Regions from separate parts of the Mus musculus genome. Here regions 1, 2, 3 and 4 are each linked to region 5. A link is a contact called in public promoter capture Hi-C data. All regions are on one chromosome and are shown on one strand. Each heading gives the region's core, a stretch centred on a gene start, on an enhancer-like site or on the middle of the called end of the contact. The rest is flanking DNA. Distances are from core to core; before and after follow the strand shown. Region 1 holds the start of Fam118b (family with sequence similarity 118, member B). Region 2 holds the start of Scn3b (sodium channel, voltage-gated, type III, beta). Region 3 holds the start of Gramd1b (GRAM domain containing 1B). Region 4 holds the start of AW551984 (expressed sequence AW551984). Region 5 holds the start of Msantd2 (Myb/SANT-like DNA-binding domain containing 2).

The links. Promoter capture Hi-C pulls out the DNA fragments that hold promoters and counts their contacts.
Region 1: a contact with region 5 is called in a promoter capture Hi-C map of pre-B cells. The contact joins the promoter of Fam118b here to the promoter of Msantd2 in region 5. A contact is called at or near these places in 4 of 39 promoter capture datasets (the C10 cell line, liver and pre-B cells).
Region 2: a contact with region 5 is called in a promoter capture Hi-C map of hippocampal neurons, with 7 times the contacts expected there. The contact joins the promoter of Scn3b here to the promoter of Msantd2 in region 5. A contact is called at or near these places in 3 of 39 promoter capture datasets (cranial neural crest, hippocampal neurons and second pharyngeal arch cranial neural crest).
Region 3: a promoter capture Hi-C map of pre-B cells shows a contact between it and region 5. The contact joins the promoter of Gramd1b here to the promoter of Msantd2 in region 5. A contact is called at or near these places in 2 of 39 promoter capture datasets (the C10 cell line and pre-B cells).
Region 4: a promoter capture Hi-C map of hippocampal neurons shows a contact between it and region 5, with 5 times the contacts expected there. The contact joins the promoter of AW551984 here to the promoter of Msantd2 in region 5. A contact is called at or near these places in 2 of 39 promoter capture datasets (frontonasal cranial neural crest and hippocampal neurons).

Annotation. Positions count from the first base shown.
Region 1 is chr9:35,266,375-35,269,074 of GRCm38.p6, reverse strand. Fam118b (family with sequence similarity 118, member B) reads left to right here and starts at 1,270. Exons shown (of 8, transcript NM_194257.2): 1 at 1,270-1,352. It overlaps Rpusd4 (RNA pseudouridylate synthase domain containing 4), which reads right to left and starts at 1,194. Exons shown (of 7, transcript NM_028040.2): 1 at 997-1,194; 2 at 508-673. The coding sequence starts at 1,185.
Region 2 is chr9:40,267,802-40,270,501 of GRCm38.p6, reverse strand. It overlaps Scn3b (sodium channel, voltage-gated, type III, beta), which reads right to left and starts at 1,286. Exons shown (of 7, transcript NM_001083917.1): 1 at 900-1,286; 2 at 455-534. The coding sequence starts at 509.
Region 3 is chr9:40,454,376-40,457,075 of GRCm38.p6, reverse strand. Gramd1b (GRAM domain containing 1B) reads left to right here and starts at 1,312. Exons shown (of 20, transcript NM_172768.2): 1 at 1,312-1,782. The coding sequence starts at 1,406.
Region 4 is chr9:39,602,398-39,605,097 of GRCm38.p6, reverse strand. AW551984 (expressed sequence AW551984) reads left to right here and starts at 1,446. Exons shown (of 20, transcript NM_001199556.1): 1 at 1,446-1,571; 2 at 1,787-1,883.
Region 5 is chr9:37,487,914-37,490,613 of GRCm38.p6, reverse strand. It overlaps Msantd2 (Myb/SANT-like DNA-binding domain containing 2), which reads right to left and starts at 1,293. Exons shown (of 4, transcript NM_146222.2): 1 at 781-1,293. The coding sequence starts at 1,290.

The DNA of each region.
Region 1 (2,700 bases), core at 21-2,520, 2.2 Mb after region 5:
TACCGCAACCGTGTGTATTATTTCCTCTTCCCAGCCTTGTCTCTCTACCTCTCTCATTTTGAAATGAAGTTTTGCTGCTGCTGAGACTGATCTGAACATGAACACCGGATCCTCCCCTAGACCTGGGGCGGCAGTCGCACACTGGCTCCCAACTCCTTTTTCGTTGTTGTTTTGTTTTAACCACTTTGATGGAAAATAACAGTTAGCAAGTAACTTTTTGTATTTCTCCGCATCGATTCTTGTGGGTGGCTGTACACAGCCCACAGTGCAGAACTGAGCTTCTGTATCTCTCTGCAATAATTCCTGTGGGAGGCTGCATACAGCTCACTGTCAGGTATCTGCAAGTGGGGACTAGACACTGGTTTGTTACCAGTAGTCACATACATGGGATAATAAGGTTTAATTAACTTGAATTCAAGAGTGTCTCATGAATAAAGCTTCAGGGGTGACCCTAGATGGAAGAGGAAGCAGCAGCAGGTTTCTCTCCTTAGCCCACATGGCTCTTACCATGGACAGGGAGACCATAGGGTTTATTAATGACCACGAGGTCGTTGTCCTGGTGGAGAATCCTTCGGCTCAGTTCCTTAGCAAGCACATTGGGGTGAACTCGCTGCAGCTGCTGTGTGAATCGCACTAGTTCCTGCACTCTCCGCTGAACGGGGTTTGTAGGCACCTAAGGAAAGAGAAAGGTGGAAAAAGCTTAATGAAGGAGTGAAGCGCTGGGAATGGCCTTAAGTGCGATTTAGGTGGAAATCCGTGGAATGACTGTACTGTATAATTTGACTCATGTTTCCTTTGGGACCATACATAGCCATCTGTCTTATCTGCATACCCACGCGGTGGGTCTGGCAGTAGCAAAAGTGCGGTATTCCGACTACCACACAGAATATTCTCAACATTGATGTACTTGCTGTTACAGGACCTGCCTACCACACCCCACACCTAAGAAAGCCGTGAGAGCATCGCTTCTCGGAAGTTGAGTCTCTCTAGACTCACCCGCACTTCCTTTGCCTTTTGCTCTTGTTTCTGGGCTCGGAGCTTCTCTGCCAATCTCTGAGCATTCAGGGGCCTAGAGGAAGTAGCGCTGGAACAAAACGACCAGGAGCCGGGAGTGAACAATCTCCCGGGACGCGAACTCATACTCAAAAGCTGGACACCAGGCGTACGCAAGCAGGGCGCGGCCATCTTGGCGAGGGCGGGGCCGGACAGCGCGGAGAGGAGGAAGGGGGGGGGGGTGGGCCCTGCTGATCACGTGGGCAGGTAGCCTACGGGTCACGTGGGGCGGTGCGCGCTCAGTGCGGCTGCGCCGGCCGGTAGCTGCAGCTGGAGCGGTGGCGTTTGGAGCAGACGCGGTGAGTGTGTGGGGAAGCCAGGCGAGGGCTGGGAAATGCCGGTGCCCCAACGGTTTTCGCATGGCCCGGATCTCCATTCTTGGAGAGCACTGCCCTGGCAAGCGTGTCTCGCTTCGGGGCACGACTCCACGCAGAAACACTTCCCCGCCCCCGCGTCCTTAGAAGTGAAGCTGGCTGCTCCTCAGTCTTTACCGGCACCTGTCTGGTCCCTCTTAGCAACCAGGTCCTCGGCGGGTCCTCAGAGGGACGTGTGGTGTTCTTTCTCGTTTTCTTGCCGCTCGTCCTCCGGAGATCCCCAGATCTCTCATATTCCAACCTCCCGCTTTGCGACTGCCAACCCCTTTGTTTCGCGTTGTTTGTAGCCAGTCCTCCCGAAGATGACGGTTCTTTTCCTTCATCCAGGACCCCCGCCCCATACGTCCTACCTCGAGAGCGCTACGGGTTTATACTGACCTTTCTCTAGAGTTCGTTTCTTGGGGTCTCCTCTTTCTTCCCTTATCTACTCTTCCCAAGGAAAGTAAAGAGCTTTTCCCCCTTTGCCTCCTTTAGTCTTTCCTTCCATAGCTTGAAACCGTCGAACCCTCTCTCTCTCTCTCTCCCTTTCCTACAAGAGACTCCCGAACTGCAAACGACGACTCTCCTATCGCCAAAGGGCAGCTGGGAATATGAACAGCTGTTTTGGAATGGTAATCTCGAAAACACCTTGGGATGCGCATGCCGTTTGCTGGGGAAGCTGATGCTGAAGGGATGTCGTGAGAACTAGTGACTCTTCCCTCAAGATAGCCAGATTGCATTTCAGTTAGAGAATGAATAGTTGAATTAGGCTTGGGTGTTTCTCCCTCCAAAATGAATTAGCAGAAGGAAACCACATGTGAAACAGTTGAACAGGTGAATAGCCTCAGAAGACTAGAAGTTGAAGAATTTAAACTTCATGTGATAGTTGGATCTTTGAAACTTCTTGAGAAATCCCTTGCAAGTGGTATTGTAGAGAGGAATGTGGCAATACAAAGCAGGACAGATCAAAAAGGAAAGTATATCCGGGAAACCAACTAGGCTGCTGTAATGTAGATGATCATTAATGAAGCCCCGTCCCATTCCGCGGTCTTTTCCCCCCTGCTAAGTACTGTCCTTGAAATGTGAATTACCAGCTATACAGTCAAGGTGTGATGTGAATTACTGGAGGACTTCTTTCATCCCCAAACCTGTTAATATAGTAAGCTCACAAATATTTTATGTGGCTGCAGTGATTCTGAGTTAGGTTGGGTTGTTGTTTGCTTTCTGTCTGTCTGTCTGTCTGTCTGTCTTAAAGGTCTCACATTGTAGACCAGACTAGCCTCCAATTCATGGA
Region 2 (2,700 bases), core at 37-2,536, 2.8 Mb before region 5:
GTGCTTTTTTTTAAACCATAGAGAGAAATGAGTGTGCCCCCCCCCCCCACACACACATACACCAAATCATTGAGATTTTCAGGACTGACTGACTCTTCACTGAGCGATGCAAATGTAAAAAATGCAAGCAAGATTTTGAAATAATAAACGGATACATTCCTTTTCAGCAAAGGGGGAAGGGAGGAGAAAAAATAAAAATTAGGAAAGACGGGAATCAGAGAAGCATTAAAGATGGTTAGGAGGGAAAAAAAAATCAAGGCACAGGGAGCAGGGAGGTGCCTTTGCAAACCTCCAAACCCAGGTCTCTGGGAGCGCGTGTGGATCTCCATGTCTGGCAAAAATGCACAGAGAGAAACCAGAGCTCCTTTTTGTCACCATCGACATCACTTAAGTGTTGTTATTGTTAGCACGATGCGTGGTATTAGCACATTGCAAGGCAGGGTGCTGTACTTACCCCAGTAGATGAGCACTAGAGAAGCTAGGGGAAGCAATCTGTTGAAGGCAGGCATCTTTTCTCGTAAGTGGTTTCTGGAACTGAACAGAGAGGATCTCTGTCAAGGACTGAGCCCTCTGATTCTTTCGAGGAAACCTTCAGGGATTAACTGCCCCTAAGGGAGCGGACCTTCTGAGTGGGAGGAGGAAGAAAAAGGTCAAGTCCCCTTCCTAGGGGGTCTGCGGGATCTGGAGCCCAGTGTAGGTGTCAGCTGAAGCCACCTCGCTAAAGCGAGCCTCGGGGCTTGGCTCAGCACCACGGACAGTAGCCTTCCCGCCCACCCCACTCTTGGAATTCCAACCCTCTCCTCTGCTTGCGTTTGCAACCAAAGCAAAGTGGACTGGGAAGGGAGTCTCGCAGCCGGCGCGGGGATGCTGGCCTGTGGAAGGAGTCAGTGTTGATTCACCTCTCGCCTCCCCTAGGGACAGCGACTTCGATCCACCGAGACTCAGAATCTCGGGCTTCTACGGCGGGGCAGGCTTCTCCAGCTGGGCGTGTCCCCACTCCAGCCGTCGTCTGGGCTACAGAATGTGTTCCACTTCAGTCTTGTACACAGCAGCCCCGGGCTCCCATGAGGTCCACCAGGCGTGGAAAGAGGCGGGAGCTTCGGTGGGACTGGCGATCTCAGAGGTGGAGGCTGGGTAGAGGGGGGGACCCCCTTCCGCGGGGCGCGTCTCTGGATCCTGCGAAGCCCCGATGCTGGGCGATTGGGTGATCAAGCCGCCCCTCTCCAGGGCCACCCCCTAGCTGAATGTGTTGCTAGCCTTGACATGCGCAGGCAGCTCTCTGCCGCTTTGGTCGCTATGGACCCTCCCCCTTGGACACATATTCCCCACCCCTAAACCCACGTGCCCCTCCCAGGGCTGGCGCGTTGAGAAGAGGGGGAGGAGCGCAAACACCCTCCGACCGCGGTGGCTTCTTGTCTGGCTAGCTGGCTGTCACCTCGGTTTTCTACTGTCTGGGTTTCTCTCTGAGTTATGGACACACACATAGCTTCCACCTATTTACCCACCCCCTCCAGGCAACCCCACTCCTGCTGCCTCCCAAATACACTTGCCCACAGCTCTGGGGAATGGAGGGACACATCTCTTTGAAGCAATGATGTCATCTATAATAGTTACAGTACCAGCTAGCTCCTGGCTGGCTTCTCTTCGCCCTCTACTTTATCCCCCCCCCCCTTCTTGCCTCCCCAGCCTTTGAATTGCCTTGATTAATGGGTTCCCACACAAGGGACACAGCAAGGCAATTTCTGCTTGTAGCAAATAGGGTAGGGTGTGGCACACCTGTCCCTACCTCAGTGCTCAGTCTAGTTCCAAATGCGAGCTTCGGATAAGCTTTAGGGTAGGGATAAGGAAGGATGATTTCTCGTTTCCCAAGTTATCTGAGGTGCCCCACCTTCCCCAACCATTTGTAGGCAGATAGACGATGTGATGTTGAGACGGTTTCCAACTCTTAGACGCTCCGAGTCCTAGCAGCTGCTGAGCATCCCCGCCCTATTTCTGGAAGGGAAACCTGAACCTTTACACTCAGTTATAAACTCGAATTGACTTAACGGATTAGGCATGCCTGGAATCGAAGGGAAGGCTTAATGGTGAAAGACTGGTACAAAAGTCTGGCTCCTGCCCAGGCCCTTTTCTCCTGTTCTCTAGCCAAAAAGGGGTGGGGGTCGGGGGGGGGGGCATAACAGTGATATTCCTAAAGGGAATGCGGAGTAACAGCTGACGGTAAATGAACTATACACAGGAAATGCTCCCTGCTAAATGTCACATACACAGTCACAGAAGGTCCTCAGTCAGGTTTCTTCCCGGGCCGAGAGCCACGGGGTCGTAAAACGCCATCTTGTGTTGAGGATCAGCCTTTGAGGTTCTCAAAATCTGCAACATCTTTCACAACTCAGGAATCAGTGAGGCGCTTTCCTGACGAGTGTGCTGGAACTCTCTTGTGTGACAGCTGGCTCTTCACAGCTTAACCGCCCCCCGCCCCCCCCTTCTGACGCGTAAGGAAGTTCTTTGTACTCATTTGACTTCTATACCCATTCCTCCCCAAGCTGCATTAATCGTTCTTGATACATTTTCCTCAATAAAGAAGTCATTTCCTCCATGACCCATCGCAAGAACTTTTTGTTTGGAACTAAACTTCTCCAGTGTACAATAGTTTCTAGCCAACCCCAATCTCTGACTACCCTGGCTACTTTTTTCACTCATCAA
Region 3 (2,700 bases), core at 63-2,562, 3.0 Mb before region 5:
CTGCCTCTAGCACACTGATATACTTGGCAGGACTAGTCCATATTTCTGTTCAGAGGTCTGAGGCCACAGTAAACGGTGTGACCCAACCCATTCCCCAGCAAGATGAAGCAGCATCACACAGTCTCAGGAATGTCCAAGGATGCACTTGACTCCCTGGAGTCTCTGAGGGTGGTGCACCGGCTAACTTCTCTCAGCCTCTTTGCCTTTCACTTATAATCGGGCTATAGTTTTGGCCAGGCCACACACCATGTATCCAGTATCTTTCCCTTAATGGTCCTGTGTGTCCTGTGTCTTTCCACCCTATCGTGTGTCTTTGTGTCCGTGTCTGGTGTCCTCAGCTTATTCTACAGAACTGTCTTTTCTTCCCAGCTTGCCATTTTGGAAGCAGCCTCCAGGAACTTTCCATTTTCCTTCTGATTATGTATGCCCTGTCTTCCTGGTCAGCACTCCAAACAACTCGGAGAACGCGCATTTCTTAGGAGAGAGATTTGGCTGAAAAGTCACCCAGTTTTCCTTCAACCCTGTATCTTGGGTGGTCTGCGAGGGAGGGCTAAATCCATTGATTCCCCTCCCCCAGGGGAAAAAAAAACAGGGAGTTTGCTAACCAGAGCTGCTTAGCCAATCGTTGCCTTGAGAAAGTTTGGATTGTGCTCCTATTTCATTAGGCTGATTGGAGCAGCCTTGACTCGGAGGTATAGTCCCTCCCCAAGGGATTCCGTGTACAGTTACAAGGCTGTCGCTGGCTGTCGCTGCCTGTGCGTGTCCTTTCAGGCTAGCAACCCACTCCCTCCTCAGCCCCCACCCCCCTCCACCTACTCCACCTTTTTTTGTTTTTATCTAGTGTCTCCCTTGCTCTCTCTCTCTCTCTCTCTCTCTTTCCTCTCCCTCCTACCACCGCCTCTTCTTCCAGTCCTCCACTCTCCTGCAGCGCCAAGCCGGCTCCCCAACGCAGTCGGCTGAACGCAAACCACTGAGAGTTTGCTGCGCAGTTCCCTGGGGTCCGGGGCCGCCGAGTCCCGCTAAGGCAAAGACACCGGCAGAGAGAGCAAGCGAGCAAGCGGGCGCAGCGGAAGACAAACACACGGGCACGCGAAGGGGAGCCCCAGGAGGGCAGCCGGGTGGCAAAGCTTGGCAGGCGACTGTCACTGCGTCCCGGGTCGCCTCTTCCCTCGTCGGACTGAGCGAGGAAGCGCGCTTCTTAAAGTTCTAGACCGCAGGAGGCGGCGTCCCCTTCAGTCCCCTCCTCGCGGCGCTCCAGGAAAAGGAACTTGATCTACTGGCAGGCTCGAGCCTCCCGCTGAACGTGAGAGGGGATAGTGCCACGGGCCCCAGGGTAGGGAGCCGAGAGAGGAAGCCTCGAGCCAGGCTGCAGGCGGAGGGCACGGAGCAGCGGCCAGGGACCCCGATGCCGGCGGCCAACATGATGGAGAACCTGCAGCTGCCCGCCCTGCAGGTGCCAGAACCTCAGGGCGCACCCGAGGGCAGCGCGGTGTGGTCCAGCTCGTCCACCCCCACGCTTCGCCGCCGGCGCTTTAAGATGCGCCGGATGAAGAACGTGCAGGAGCAGAGCCTGGAGGCGGGGTTGGTAGCCCCGGACCTACCCGGCGTCCTGGCCCCCGGCAAGGAGTTCCTGCAACTGCCGTCCATTGAGATTACGCCCTCCAGCGACGAGGACACCCCGTGGTCCAACTGCTCCACACCCAGTGCGTCCCCGCGCCGAAAACGCTTCCTGCTCCGCAAGTGGCTGAGGGTGAGGGAGCGGAAAGAATGCAGTGAAAGCAGGTAGGTTCCAGTTTCTCTCCAGCAGTCTTCCCCTGAACCTCTCGCCCCTCCCCAGGGCGGTCTAGGACCCTAGGGCATTCTGGTGGAAACTTCCGGGATCAAAGAAGGAGCTTATCGCGTCACCTTGGCGTCTTCAGGCACTGCCAGGGCACCAGGGCTACCACACAGCCTAGAACTAGGGACTTTACATTACTTGATGTGTTTGACATAGGTTCATGCTGCGTTTCATTTCTTGACCCTCACAGCAAAATGGCCAATACAGTGTTATCTTTTATTATCTCTTAAGCCCTTACTGTGCGCAGACTACTGTCTGTGGTGAGGGCTTCACCTGAGGATGGAATTTGGAGAAATTAGGTAGATAGTATTAGGCTATGATTCCATTGTACAGGTGGAGGTGTCGGGAGACTAGTGACAGAAGTTTAAGTGACGCCTCCACATGGACTTCCGAATCCCATTTCACTTTTTGTCATTTTCTTTTTCCTACACTACCCTGCTGGTACAGGTCCATGTTGCCTATGGAGAGGTGACGTATTCACATTTTCTACCACATCACGGACACATCTCACGATCGATCACCGTGCCAGCTTCAGTTTTGCTAGGGAGATGTTTGCTGTTCACATTCAAGAACTAGCATGAAGCTCACAGGGTAATGTGTGTGTGTGTTGCTTCAGGAAGTTGCCCATGGTGGCATGGAGTCCCCGCTACTCATGGATACCATGTCCCCTCTTCAATTTACTTCTGGACTCGGGGTATGACCATTAGCAGAGGTCTGTACTATTAGAGGGGGCGGGGTGTTGCTGTTATTGCTGCTGGTGGTAACTAATGGGAGTTCATTCACCCTATCATTTCACTTTCGTTCATTATCACTTATTGAGTGGGTCTCAAAAGCTCAAAAGTGACACCAGCAAGTGTGGGGAT
Region 4 (2,700 bases), core at 197-2,696, 2.1 Mb before region 5:
CTCAAATGACCCCAGCTTATGTCAAGTTGAAATAAAACTAGCTAGTACTGTTGGGTAATCATATTCCTATCTCCTCTTATTGACAAAATACAAATTCATATACCAGTGCCTTTCATATATACACAGATGTATGTACAATATGTATGCATATAAAGTGACGTTTTTCTTTAAAGGTTTGATCATTGGACTCATGAAAAACTTTAAAATGGAAAAAGTAAATTACACATTGTTTTAAAATAAAGTTTGGATTTATGGTTAACTATAAAGTTCTATTTATTTGTGTATATTTGCCATAAATACTCCCCAATTCTGCTTCTTACAAGATGTGTGTCATGTCTCCTCTGTGGAAGACAAGTTCTAGGTTTTTATTTCAGCACAATGGAGGAAGAAATCTGTTTAGTATGCCAGGTTTTGGCTTTTGCTGGTAGATAGTCCAGCAGACAGTGAGCAGCACCAGATGTGATTTCTACAGTGTGTGCCCTGAACGGAACATAACCTGGGGATGGAAGCCAGGATACCTCAACTTCAACTCAAACTTCAAACTTCGAAGCGCTGATGTAAACCCATTGGTAATTAAATTTGTTACAGAAGCACCGCATTTCCACACCGGGTCTTTCTGTTGTTACAATTTTAAATGTTCACGTGAAGAAGGATTTGCCTGCCTTTGACTTTGCCTGGTCTGTGATCCATCCTCTGCATCTTGGAAATTTAACAGGGATTCTCTTCCTTGCAGATGCTTCAGTCATAGAGTTGCTATGTTACAGCAGAGCCAGAGAGGTGGGCGTGTTTTCCAGGAAAATTAATCCGCAGCTGTTTTCATTTTTCTTGACTCACAGCACCGGGATTTCTGGGGAAGGTAAGAGCCAGCGCTGCAGACATCCCTCTCCCAGCTCTGAAAACACCCAACCACTCCCATCCCGGACATTGCCTTCCCTTCCCCGGCTCCACTTATTCAGGAGGCCCATCCCCCTTTAGGGGCTTGCTTAAACTGCAAGAGCCAAGTGTGGGGAGTGGGTACTTGTGAGTGATTTCTGCGCCATTGGAAGTTTATCGGGATGCAAGAATCCTTTAATCATCTAATAACCTCAAGCAAGTCCCTCTTGTTCTCATCTGTCTTAAACCGTCTCTTTCTCTACTTCCTTAAATCTTTGGCGCCTACTTCTTCAAACTCTGAAGTTCCTTTCCTTTCAGTCAATTAAGTTATCAGCTTTATGTAAAATTGTGCCATGGGAGTGCAGTTAGAACGAAAACTGAAAACTGATTGGAGCTCTTAAGTTCTTAAAATAAATAAATATCAGGAAGTCTTGAGGTGCTAAAAATCAAGAGCAGACAATTGAAAATTGAAATTACCCCCCCCCCCAAAAAAAACTATGTAAGCTCCCCTTTCCAAGTCTCCTCCATGGTTAGCTTCTAGTTCCCAGCAGCCAACAGCAGGGGAGTGGCCAGCTGTTTCTTCACACTCCCGCCCCCTTCACTGCAGTTGTTCTGCCCTGAGGGTCCACACCGGAGCTGATCCCGGGTGACTCACTGAGAAGCCCTCGGTCTTCCACGTCCACCACCAGCAACAACAGGTTCTTGGATCTTGGTCCCACCTGAGGAAACTCTCTACCTTAGATAGACACTTTTCTCATTTTTTTTTCCCCCCGAGAGACAGAATGGAGCCTTGCCACAATTGACTGTTTATATGAGAAAGGGTGGAGTGGTCAGGAAAATCCCTCCGCGAGCGAAATTTACTATGAGGTTAGATTCAGGAAATAAAGGATATTTGTTTTGTTTTTCACTACAGGTGACTGTGGTCTGCCTCTCTCCTCTCAACCTCCTGCAGTGGCCACTGCCAGCCTGAGATCTCTGCTGCCAGACACAGTACATCTTTCAGCCCTTGGGTGAGTCTCCTGCTCTAAGCTTCCTATTGATATTAGGCATTCTTTTCCCTGGCCTCATGCCTTTCCTATACATTTTGTCTTATTTAAAGGACGCCCCCCGCCCCCCGTATTTTTTCCTAGATACTCTGTGTTTTCATAAATTATCATCTGTTGCAATTCTTGCTTTGCTGTCAAGCGGTAAAACATTTTAACAGCCAGGATTTATTCCGCAGCTGTTGAAGAATAACAAGTTGAGCCAGAATCATAGCTGCTGATTTGTGGGAGTGGGTGTGTGTGAGTGTGATCAACATGCAGATTGCGCGCTCGCTCTCTCTCTCCCTCTCCCCCCCCCTCTCTCTCTCTCTGCGTGTGTGTGTGTGTGTGTGTGTGTGCCCGCGCGCGCGCACGCGCTGCCTATACTAAGCAAATGCTGTATCACTAAGATACGTCACAACTCAGATTTGTAATTGCTATTAAAATGAGGATGGTTGGCCCAGGAGTAGCACTGTCCACTGCTTTGGAAGCTTTGAGGTAGGGCTGTGCCACAAAGAAAGACAAAAGCCCTTATTTGCATAGTTGTAGGAAGGTGGAGGTATTTAAATCAACTGCCCCTTCAGCCGGTTCATCAGCATCAGAGCAACAGTTGTCCTGAGCATGCTGTGTGTTCCAGGCAGTGCCGCTTCAGCTCCAGTGAAAAGTACCTTTGTTGGTGCCTGCCACTGCAGCTCAGGTCATTTTTTTCTCTTTTCTTTTTTCTTTTTTCTTTTTTTTTTTTTTTCACAACGGGGGAAGAGAAGCTAGGTGATGATGATCAGATACAGAATGCTCTCGTGGAAAA
Region 5 (2,700 bases), core at 44-2,543:
TTTTACTTGTCCGCATCCGGGCACCCTAACTAAAGCAGAAAAAACCTGGGTGACAAGAGAGGGCTTCCTCAGAATTAGAAGCCTCCTGACTCTCAAGGCAACCTGACTCTGAAAAGATCGCCAGTCCAAATTCCAAAAGAACCTTCAAGCAGACTAACGTTCAAGGTGTCCTCTACTGTCCTCTACCTCCACGATAACAATACACGACCTTTCTTTCACTAAGCCTTTCCAGCTCTCCAAAAGCACCTCAAATCTTGCTAGTCCTTGTATCACCTCAACTGACAAGCAAAGCGACTGACACAAAAGGCCAGCCGTCCCAATGCTCTATTCTTGAAACTTCAGCAAAGGAAAAAAATCTTACACTGGGCGCTCATCCGGCCCTCTGCTACCCTTCCTCAATTCCATCCCAGCTGGAAAGCTTCAGTCTGGGAGCCCCTCTATCTGGGAACAAAGCAGTGCGGGCGACAGCACCCGCGACAGTTGCGGGCCCCGCGCACAATGAGAGAAACTACCAACTTCAGAGCGCAGGAACATCCTCAATTGGCAAGAAAGAGGGGCGGCGGCAGACACGCCCAACTTCAAACTCAGGAAACCTACGGGCTGGCGGCCATCTGGAAAGAAGCGCCCCTTCCCAGGGAGAGAAGAAAGAGGCGGAGCAGACACAAGGGATACCCGGGGCCCGGGAGGGGAGCCCCGCGCTCGGCCCGGCCCCCGCCCCCAGGCCCGTTTCCCCGCCTTCTCTGCCTCTGGTTCGCAGCCCCGGGCAGAGCGGCCGGTTACCTTGATGCGCTCCCGGCACTGGGACGGGGTCCGCTCGTAGCCCAGCTCGGCCAGGGCCCGGGACACGCGCTCGTACATGGCCGGCCCAGGGGCCTTGCTGCCGAATACCGTGCCGGCTCCCTCCAGCTGCTGGTACCGCGCCTCCACCAGCCGCTCGTTGCCCCATACAGCGATGAGCGCGTTCGTCTCTGCCGGCGTCCACGACATACCCCGGCAGGCGGCGGCAGCGGCCGCCGCAGCCCCGCCACTGCCGCCGCCGGGCGAGAAGGAGACCGAGGACGAGGCAGCGCCGCGGCCCCCCAGCCCCAGCCCGAGACCCCCGGACGCCGCGGCCCCCGAGCCCGCCGCGCTGCCGGGCCCGAGAGGGGAGGCTCCCCGAGGCGTGGAAGGGTCGGACAGCGATGGGTTCCCGTCGCTCAGGTCGCCGGGAGACGCCGGGGAAAGCACCTCCATCTTCGGAATTTTGAGCGGCGAGTTGGCGGGCAGCTCCGAGCCACAGGGCGCAGCCATCTTCCAAGCCGCCGCCGCTGCACCGCCCGGAAGTGACGCACCCCTGCATCCGGCCACCGGGGTCTCCGGGGCTGCCCTGGGGCCTGGCTCGGGGCTGAGTGGCTCGCCGCGGTCAGAGGGCCCGGAGGATGTGTCTGGCTGGCCCAAGCAGCCCGCAAATCTTCGCCTTTCCCCTCCAGCCAGCTGGTGCCGGCCGCTCCTCTCCCGGGAGGAGAAGCTGGGACCCGGCGCACCCAAGCTCCGAGCAGAGAAGGGTGGGGGCATGAGGGCGCGGGAGTGAAGGACTGGTTGGAGCCTCCCCACTTCCTTTCCAATCTCAACCCTCACAACAGGGGTGAGGCCCGCGAGGGCCTCGAATTAAGGACGAATTGGCTATTTCTGTTTTCCTGTCTCCGCCCCTGAGCCTATCCTCCCTCTAAGCCCGCCTTTAGGTACGGGAACCGAGGTCCAGACTGGAGACTAGGAAACCCTACAAAGGGTATGTGGAGGAAGGCAAAGCGGGAAGGCTGCTTGCAGTGGTTCTGGACAAGACTTTCGAGAACAGATATGAGTTAGAGTTTGCACGCTTTAGCTTTTCAAGAAACTCAGCCTCTATAGCAACTCTGATTGCACTCACGTGTTCTGCTAGGCAAACACCCTGTCACTGAGCCACACCCACAAGCTTCGTTTCGTTTGTTTTCTTGTTCCTCTGAGTAACTGTGTAGCCAATGATAAAGTAAATGTCTTTCTTGCTTTTATACAGTATCTATAATGGGGACATGAAAGAGCTCCAGAGCCCAGCAGAATAGCTACTCCGGTACCTCAGTCCACTGGGATTTGGGACTGGTTTAAAATTTCCCAGTCAAGTTCAAGGAAATGAAACTGTTCCTGTGACCTAGTAGTAAATTAGCACTCATCACTCACTCCTGAATATTTCCGTAAAGTCTTGAACATTGAAGTATCATATAGCTATAAGATATAACCTTGTTTGTGTGGTATTATTTTGGTTTTTGACACAAGGTTTTTCTGTGTTATCCTGGCTGTCCTGGAACTAAGTCTATAGACCAGGCTGGCCTCAAACTCCGCCTGCCGCCTCTGCCTCTGGAATGTTGGGATTAAAGGCCTGAGCTGCCACCACCACCTAGTCAATTTCCATATTCTTTAAAGCTGGAAATCCTGTTTATCTCAGATCATTAACTTTAAAACCTCAGTAGTGGCAGAAAGATGCCTCAACCAGTACAGGTATTTGCTGCCAAGCCCGCCCAATGACTGAAGACAACCTGCTCTCATGACTTGTTCTTTGACCGTCATACATGGGACATGCCACCCATATCCCCACACTTACACACAAAATTAAACTTCATTTTAAAATGTGTTCGTTTAGTTTTATGTGTATAAACGTTTGCCTATGTGTGTATGTGTGAAGGGGCC